Regions from separate parts of the Gossypium arboreum genome. Here region 1 is linked to region 2. The links are chromatin contacts, called in public Hi-C maps. All regions are on one chromosome and are shown on one strand. The core of a region is the stretch at or near the end of the contact, and the rest is flanking DNA. Distances in the headings are between cores, read along the strand shown. Region 1 has its middle 22 kb from the start of LOC128279903. Region 2 holds the start of LOC108465243 (transmembrane 9 superfamily member 2-like).

Region 1 (5,155 bases), core at 906-3,405, 92 kb after region 2:
CTCGAAACTTCAGATCTGTGATAATGATTGTGATTTGGCGATTTTTGTAAATTATGTAATTATGTGATTTTTGTTACTCATGACATGTGATTTATGGCTATTGGATTATGTATGTGCAAATAATGTGAAAATATGATTATCGATTTTCTTATTCGAATGAAAAATATTTTACCATTTTAATCTTCTGATTCTCATGTTAAGCATGCCATATTCTGATTCTAATTCTAATTCTGATTCTGATTTGCATGTTAAGCATGTCATTGTGATAAAATATATACGAGATTTGATCCGCATGTTAAGCATGCCATTTTTCGATATTCTGATTCACGTGTAAAGCATGCCTATTGAAAATCTGTTCTGTATCCCATATCACATGCATGGGGTTGGGAAAATATGTACGGAGGAAGTATCTGGTAGTAAATTTGCAATATCTAGTGGTTCGACCACATTATTTTATTTTTGGCGGCTCAACTGCACTATCTAGTGGCTAGTCCACATTATTGGTGTGTTATTGGATGGATGAGTTTTAGGGGACTCTTTATAGTGTGTAACAGAGTAGGATTTGTTTTCTAAAAAACTACAATGTTTTCTAAAAAGCATTACATTGACATCATCGTTGTGCATTCTACCATATCTGATTCTATGAATGAATATTTGACATATTATGATAAGCTTAAATTAATGTTGGTATGAGTTAAATTCTGTTATTGTTATTATTGGTAACCCACACTAGACTTTTTAAGCTCACCCCTTTAAATTCTGATTTTTCAGATAATCGAAGTTAGGATGGGCTCGGCTACAAAGGCGCTCTTGGTCATTTTTTAAAAAAAAAAAACCTTATATTTATCAGTATTTGATATTCTAGGATTTGTTTATTTACTTTCGGCTTGGACTTTTTTTTTTTTGTTAGACTTTGAATTTTAGATTGGGATTTTTCTGTATAGTTTATATTTTAAAAACTATCATTTAAAGGATTTGCAAAAATAACAACTTAAGATGGATTTTATATAAAATAATAAAAAGGTCAGTAACAATGTTTTCAAAAATTCAATACTAAGTTTCCATTTCACGACACAATCTGCTCACGAAACTGATATTTTACAAGATGTATGTTAATCTATGTTTTCAAAACGACACATGAGTTTTAGATATAGAAATTTGTCCGCTATGATGTTTTACTTGAATTACGATGTTTTCTTAATACACTCTCAATACTTTAGTTTTTCTAAAATTAAACGATATCAACTAAATTTTAGTTTTGCTTAAAACAAGACTCAAAGACATTTTGCGAAGGCAATTTTTAAAAGAGAAAAACTTCCAAATGTTTTTACCGTACCTTTTAACTTCCAAATGTTTCTATTATACCTTTATAATGCTTAATGTGATCTTCGAGATTCAACTATAATGTCTAGGGCCGGTTTACGGGTTTACAAATCTATTCCTGATCGAACTAGTAGTGTGAGTTGAATTACTGTTCTGTGTCATTGCCTTAGGGGAAATGGGAGCAGAATGCAACTTGGACAGCGAAGCAGGTGATGGAAACAATGCAACTCCTTTGTGATTTGTCCCTAATCCCGGAGGTTAACTTTTTTTTTGGGGATGCAGCTAATATATCCCGACTTGTCTAGCCACTAGGAACCCTTCAACAAAGGACGTAGGCTTAAATAGTTGGAGATACTGACCTATTTCTGCCTTGAGGTTGCTAGTGAAGATGTTGAGAGCGTAGTTCTCAAGTAGTTGCAACTGGTTGAGGAGGCTGATGAAAGTGTCATGATAACTATCCACAGTCCCTCTTTGTTTGAGTTTGACCAGTTCAGCCATGGGGTCCTTATAGGTGCTAGACCCAAAGCGCTCTTTGAGGTGGTGAGCGTAAGATGGCCATGTCAAAAAATGGAACCCCCTTGCAGTTGAGTGAAGAAGTGATGCCAATCTAACGCTTTTCCTTCAAGGCGAAGCATCACTGTTCACACTCTCGCGTGGTCTGGAGTGCCTTCTGCTTCAAAATACCGCTTAAGTTTAGCCCACCATCCTTGAAAATCTGAGCCGTCAAATCAAGGGCACTCAAGTTTGGGAACTTTCTGCGATGTCTCCCAACTACTAGGTCGCAACATATTGCTCAGCTCACCCAAAGGAGAAAGGGATAGATGCTCTTTGGGTGGGAATCCAGGTGGATGCCCTCCTACCACTCCCTTCCCCTTGTCAACTGCAGAAGCGGTGGGCGTGGCTTGTGTTGAGTGGCCTAAATACTGCTCAAACAGTTCCTTCATCTCCAATCTAAAATCATCCCTAAAGTCCTTTATCTTAGCATCGAGCTTGCTGTTTCATTAACCTCCAGCTGGAGCTTAGCCAACTCCTATTGAATTTGAGTTGCATCATTCAGAGATCTTGTTCTGACACCCTCGCCGGCCATGGAGGACGTCTGAGCTCTGATATCTTTGATACAAGCTAGACAACAACACACAGAAAAGAGAATACGAGAGAAATCTAGAGAGGAAGAAAAAACTGATTTATTTACTGCTTGCTTCTCTCCTCAACAAAACAACAGAAATATGGAAAAGGAAATGAGACCGTAGCAACAGACACGACACACAAGTATCACAAAAAACAAAACTAATGAAACACATCATTTCATTAACAGACCCAAACATTGAAACACATCGTTTTTCTAAAAAATCAAAACACACTGTTTTATTTAAGTTGAAACACAATTAAGAGCAGCGTTTTGACAACTGCTTTTAACACCCATATCAGTCTACCCTACAAGCGCATATATATAAATATATATTAACAATATAAAAGCCTAATCCTAGTTAAACTTTTTATCTAAAATATTATCCTAACGAAATATTAATGAAAAATACTAAAAAGAAAATTAAAATATTATTTTAATGAAAATTAAAAGTAAAACTTTACAAACAAATCCCAAAATAAAAGTTCTTAAAATAGATCTTGTACATTAACTTCATTCTTTGGCTCAAAACTTTTACGATAGTCCACATTTTTGCATTTTTACTTTCTAACCTTAATTTTACTCCTATTAAAAATAAAAAATAAATTCAAAATTAGCAGTATCTCATTCAAGAATTTATCAAAATTAAACACAATAAACATGTAAATTAGACCTATTATCACCTGTATTTGGGTTTGATAAAAAAGGTATAAAAGGGGTCATATTTTCTAAATAAGTTCATTTTTTAGCATTTCGAAGTTTATGTGCTTTTGATTGAATTTATTTGGATTCTTAAGACTACATCAACAATTTAATGAATTTCTAAAAACTAAATTGGAATTTAGAATTTGTTAAATAAGCTGGTATAAATTGATTAAATTTTCGTTTTCCAAATCTAAGGCCAAACCAGCTTGGGATTAATTCGATTTGTATTTACTTTTAAAATCAACAATTTGAGTTTAAGGCATTTCAAATCTGTTTTAGGTCCATAAAGCCTAATTGAACCTGTTTTTTAAGATTAAAGCCCATTTTGGTTAAACTCGAAGCCCTTTCGAATCAGTTTCGGTTTCGAACCCATTAAAAGCCCATATTTGGCCCGTTGGGAGCCCATTTTAGTTTTTGGTTTGGATTATGCTATTAAGCTAACTTTAAAAATCTAAGTCCATTTATTTTAAAAAGTCGGGTTTTAAATTTGAGAACATTTTATCAAAAATCAGAATTTTTAATTTGGAGTACATTTTTAAACTTGCAACCCAACATCCTTTTTTAAAATAGAATCAATTCTAATTTCATTCAGAGCCCAATTTTAAGCCCGTTTCCTTTCGGCCCGATGGCCAGTCTGCATTACACTTGCAGCTAGGGTTTTGTACCCTAGTATTGAATTTATTTTGACTAGATGTGACTTCTTAGGGGCTTTGATTTTTAATTTAGATTTTCAGGGGTTTTTATATTATGTTAGATATTAGGATTTTTAACAGTAAGATTTAAATTAGATTTTTCCCAAATTTCAAATGTTAGGTTACTTTTAAAATTCAGTTTTTAAATTAAATCTTTGATTTTTAAATTTAAGTTTTAATTAGATTTTTATTTTAAAATTTAATTCTTATGTTCCAGATTAGATTTTAGATTTAGACTTCAAGTTTATTGATTAGATCATAAGTTTAGATTTTTAATTTTAATTGGATTTTAGGATTTTTATGTTGAGTACAATTTTATAATTTTATTTAAGATTTTAAAATTAGGGTTTTAAATTAGAATATTAGAATTTTTACATTAGTTTTAATTTTAGGATTTTATTCAAAATTTCTTTTAAACCAGGTTTTAAATTAAATTTAAGATTTTTATATTTAGTTAGATTTCAAGATTTTGTTTGAGATTATAAATTTGGCCTTTAATTTAGATTGTAAATATTATGAATTTTAGGTTAGTTGTGGAGTTATAGTTTCATCCCTTTTAGTTAAGAAACCTTAGTTACCAAATCTTGTAGGGTTTTCTTCGGACAGATATTATTGTAGGAGTATTATAATTTTCCTTACGCGTAAATGTATTCTTAAATTCAGAATTTGTTGACTAGATTGAGCCTTAGATTGTAGGTGTGATGGCTCGGTTTTCAATGCTAATGAAAAATGCAGTTTCGAAATGCTAATGAAAAATGCAGTTTCGAAAGTTCATTTCTGTAAATAAAATCCGTAAATATAAAGTAGGAATATTTATGAAGTTAATATGAAAATATGTTAAAGAATGGTCAAGTAATTTTATCAATAAAATAGTTAATTAAAACTCAGGAATTAAATTGTAAAAATCTAATTACTATTGAATTTTAATTAAAAAAAATCGAATACCTAAATTGTAATTAATCAAAGGGATAAAATAGTTATTTAACTATTTTGAAATATAGGACGGTAAGATAATGGTGGTGTTTACAACTAAGTCTAATTTACGATAATTAAAGTAAAATAAAAAAATTAAATTAATTAATTAAGGTTAAACATGACATAAAAGCTAAAGGAAGTGGAAAAAGATGGAAAGTCATCATCATCTTTCTCATTCATCGCCCATGGAAGAAGAAATCACTTAAGGTTGAGCTTGGACATTTGACCATTCAATTAGGTGAGAAACTCAACTCATTTTCTTGTAATTTTATAGATTTATGATCATGGAAGCTTGATTTAGCTAGTCCAAGTATCAATTTGATACATTGTTGAA
Region 2 (4,704 bases), core at 1,312-3,811:
AACGTATGCGGGACAAACAGCGTATTTGATCAAGAATCCAAATGATCATATGGATGGATTTTACAAGTTCATACCAAAAACAATTTACTGGCCAATCTTTATCATAGCCACGTTGGCTGCAGTTGTGGCAAGCCAATCACTTATATCAGCTACCTTCTCTGTCATCAAGCAATCTGTTGTACTGGATTACTTTCCTAGGGTCAAAGTAGTGCACACGTCTTCCAACAAAGAGGGAGAAGTATACTCCCCAGAAGTCAATTACATCCTTATGGTTTTCTGTATTGCAGTTATACTTATATTCGGAGATGGACAAGATATCGGCAATGCTTTTGGTATGGTAAAATTCAGCATTTTGCACTCAGCGTCTATTATTATTGCTTAATATTTTAACAAATCTCATGATGTTTTCTGGTACCTTATAGCATCTCATCTCAGCAGTACCATATAATGTTGAAAATTAGAGGGTAATGACTAATTAAATGGAAGCATTGTTGTTATTTTCTCCAGAAATGGTGTTTCTAACATCATCTTGATATTATTAGCTTTTAACCTAAGAAGCATCAAAACCACATAAAAACTGAAAAATGGAAGAAAACCGGTCTCGCTTATTCTTGTTTCTATTATGAATGCATCTTTTCATTTTATTTTTTTCTGGTTAAGCAAACTATTAAATGTTTTCTTACAGTCCTGCTAATTTATAAAATCTTGCTTTCAGGTGTTGTTGTTAGTCTCGTCATGCTCATAACAACTATATTGTTGACACTGGTCATGATCATTATATGGAGAACACCGTCATTGTTAGTTGCATTGTACTTCATCATCTTTTTTATGATGGAAGGTGTATACGTTAGTGCAGTTCTGACCAAAATTCCTGAAGGTGGATGGATTCCATTTGCCATATCTTTTATACTTGCCTTCATTATGTTCGGTTGGTACTACGGGAGACAGAGGAAGATACAGTATGAACTAACTCACAAGATTGACTTGGGAAGACTTGGAATGCTGTTATCTGACCCGAGTGTGCAAAGGGTTCCCGGATTGTGCTTCTTTTACACTAAAATACAAAACGGATTGACTCCCATCCTAGGACATTATACTAAAAACATGAGATCGCTTCACAAGGTTACTATTTTTACAACACTTAGATATCTACTGGTTCCTAAAGTTTCTCCACATGAGAGGATTGTGGTGAAAGAGTTGGGCCTTAGAGGAGTTTATGCATGTGTGATTCAATATGGTTATGCTGATTCCCTAAACCTTGAAGGAGACAACTTTGTTAGTCAAGTTTTGGATAGCTTGCAAGAGCATATAGAAAACTGCTCCAGTTTACCGTCTGATCATATGCCAGTTCAAGAGGAGATTTCAGAACTGAGCGAGGCAAAAACAGCAGGTGTAATTCATGTTCGAGGAAAAGCAAGGTTTCACATAGGCAAGAGCACCAGCTTCTTTGACAGATTCATGCTTGCCTTCTACGAAGTGTTGCACAAAAACTGTAGGCCTGCACTGCCTGTTCTTGGGGTGCCGCTGCCGCAGTGTCTGGAGGTTGGGATGTTTTACGAAGCTTGAATAGATGATTGTAACAGGCACATCAAGTACCAAGTTCACTTCCACGGAAAAAGAAGAAAAAAAATTAAAGTATATGTTGAAGCTTTACAACCAAGCCATATCAGATTGTGAGTTGATTCATCCCATTTTTAGCGACTTGTTCCATGGTTAAATTTTGTTGTTAGTCCTTGGACTATGCATAAATGTTGATATAGTTATTGTGCTTTAATTTAGTTGATTTTAGTTCCTATTTCAACTTTTGAAAATTTAGTTTAGACTAAACAGTAACTGTTAAATTCAATAGCAGCCTCCATATGAAGTACTCCTTGTTTGTGACGACCTCCATGGTGTTAGTATGCTAAGAATGGTTATTGTATAACTGTTTGTAGTCTCGTCTTTTCTTGTAAAAAAAAAAAGTCATTACATAGCCATTATTTTATACAGTCAGGTGGTTGACTCCACCACTACGTACTGTTTCTCCAAACCAAAGAGGCAAAACTACCTTAGGTGATGGGCTTTACACGGATTTTAATAGGTTAAATTATGTTAATTGTTTTTGTATTGTGATAAAATTTGAAATTTAATTACTATACTTTGAAAGTTACAAATTAAGTCCCACTTTTTTAATTTAAAAATTTCAGTTCCATCATTAAAATTATAAGTATTTTCGGTTAAAAGTTGTTAATTTGGCATATTAATTAAGTTTTCCTAATGTAATGCGACATATAATTGATGGAAAATAAACATGTTATATTGATAAATTTTAACTGAAATTTTAATGAAGATAATGACTAAACTAAAATTTATAAATTGAAAAAGTGAAAAGAATTGAATTTTTAACTTTTTAAGTTAAAGTATAGACACTAACATTACACTTTAACCATTTTAATATCATCTAATTTTTTCTACTGTAAATATTATCTAATTTTGCTTATCTAGATTCAATTCAAATTATTAACAACTTTTTATTATTATAATAAATAATCTAATATTATTTACAAAGAAAAAGAAAATGCTATATATCTCCGTATATGATATGTGATGTGATATACCCACTTTTTGTTTCTCTCTCTTTTTTTTCTCATCATATGTATATATTGCATTGCAGAATTTCACAAATCCTTTCACACATCTTCCTTTTTCTCTCATTATTATCCTACCCAAATGAGAAACTTTGGCAACTCTCCGGCCTTTGTAATCCTCGGAGTTTTTATCCTCTCTTGTGTTTCCCATGTTAGATCCGACGCCTCCGACCACCGTTACAAAGAAGGTGACCCTGTCCCTCTCTACGCCAACAAGGTCGGCCCTTTCCACAACCCCAGGTGGTAACCCTTTTATTTCCTTCCTTCATTACTAGATCTGATTGTTGCTCGTCTTTACAATTCAATGCCTTCATTCCATACCCACCTTTGGAACATTCAAGTTCCAATCTCATATTTACAACTTTTTATTTTTTTGGATTGGGGGTTTATTCTTCAAATTATTTATTTGTTTGTTTGTTTCCAGTGAAACCTATCGCTACTTTGATCTGCCCTTCTGTTCTCCAGGTTCTTTTTTTTCTCTTGTTTTTATTTTTAAATTAGATCTTAAGCAATTCAATTTAGATTTAATAAATGGTGTTGGTTTTTGGAATGGAATTTAGATCATGTAAAGGAGAAGAAAGAAGCATTAGGTGAGGTATTGAATGGAGATCGACTCGTCAGTGCTCCTTATAAACTGAATTTTAAAGAGGAAAAAGATTCTTCCGTTGTTTGTAAGAAGAAACTTTCAAAGGATGAGGTTGTCTTTTTCCGAAAGGCGGTCGAAAAAGATTATTATTTCCAAATGTACTATGATGATTTGCCTATCTGGGGTTTTATTGGCAAAGTTGATAAGGAAGGAAAAGCTGATCCCAGTGAGTACAAGTATTACCTTTACAAGCATATTCAGTTTGATGTACTTTATAACAAGGATCGTGTTATTGAGATCAGCGCAAGGATGGATCCACATTTGCTCGTGGACTTGACTGAGGATAAGGAAGTTGATGCTGAGTTTATGTACACTGTGAAATGGAAGGAAACTGATACTCCTTTTGAGAAGAGGATGGAGAGATATTCCATGTCTTCTTCTTTGCCGCATCATTTAGAGATTCATTGGTTTTCAATTATCAACTCTTGTGTGACGGTTCTCCTTTTGACTGGTTTCCTTGCAACAATTCTCATGCGGGTCTTGAAGAATGATTTCATTAAGTGAGATCTGTTATATCTTTCCTTATTTGGATATAATTCTCTTACTTTTATTTCTTTCATTTTGTTGCTATAAATATTTGATTTGTTATAACAGGTACGGTCAAGATGAAGAAGCAGCTGATGATCAAGAAGAGACTGGATGGAAGTATATTCATGGAGACGTATTCCGTTTCCCAAAGTACAAATCTCTCTTTGCTGCTGCTCTCGGATCTGGAACACAGCTGTTCACTTTGTAAGGATTCCACGTGTTTTGTATTTTTGTTTCTTTCAGAATTGTGAAGTGACTTTTAATGCATTCCTAAATCTATGTCAATAGTTGATGTCCCTCTCTAATTTCTTTGAAACTTTGTATGCCTATCAGAACGGTCTTCATTTTTATGCTTGCACTGGTTGGTGTCTTTTATCCATACAACAGAGGAGCTCTATTTACTGCCCTGGTGGTAATATATGCCCTCACGTCAGGGATTGCAGGCTACGTAGCAACTTCTTTCTACTGTCAGCTTGAAGGGACAAACTGGGTATGTCTAGATGGTTTTTTAGTATGAAATGTTAATGTGGTGTTTCTAAAATTTATGGTTCTAAGTGGTCTAATTTATTTACATGATTTCTCTGATAAACAGGTTAGGAATCTGTTATTGACTGGCTGCCTTTTCTGTGGGCCCTTGTTTCTTACATTCTGCTTCCTTAACACAGTTGCCATTGCATACAGTGCAACTGCAGCACTGCCTTTTGGAACTATTGTAGTAATAGTCCTCATATGGACACTCGTGACATCTCCATTGCTTGTTCTGGGTGGTATTGCTGGCAAAAATAGCAGGGCTGAGTTCCAAGCTCCTTGCCGCACCACGAAGTATCCTCGAGAAATTCCACCATTGCCTTGGTACAGGAGTGCCATTCCTCAGATGGCAATGGCTGGATTTCTTCCATTTAG

The links. Hi-C and Micro-C count contacts between places; a contact is called where the count stands out from the background.
Region 1: a contact with region 2 is called in a Hi-C map of leaf, with 3 times the contacts expected there. The contact joins the enhancer-like site here to the promoter of LOC108465243 in region 2. A contact is called at or near these places in 2 of 5 Hi-C or Micro-C datasets (both in leaf).

What each region holds. Positions count from the first base shown.
Region 1 is chr1:44,000,791-44,005,945 of ASM2569848v2, forward strand. No RefSeq gene overlaps it. Among protein-coding and RNA genes, the nearest start is that of LOC128279903, 22 kb to the right of the region's middle. Within about 2 kb of position 2,156, at least 2 of the 2 cell types and tissues checked have an H3K27ac peak or open chromatin away from gene starts, as enhancers often do. A contact at or near this core is called in leaf, where this site is marked.
Region 2 is chr1:43,908,641-43,913,344 of ASM2569848v2, forward strand. LOC108465243 (transmembrane 9 superfamily member 2-like) reads left to right here and starts at 2,562. Exons shown (of 7, transcript XM_017765567.2): 1 at 2,562-2,867; 2 at 3,052-3,092; 3 at 3,188-3,773; 4 at 3,868-4,005; 5 at 4,135-4,291; 6 at 4,394-4,704. The coding sequence starts at 2,710. It overlaps LOC108465242 (probable potassium transporter 17), which reads left to right. Exons shown (of 8, transcript XM_017765566.2): 7 at 1-332; 8 at 716-1,924. The coding sequence ends at 1,566.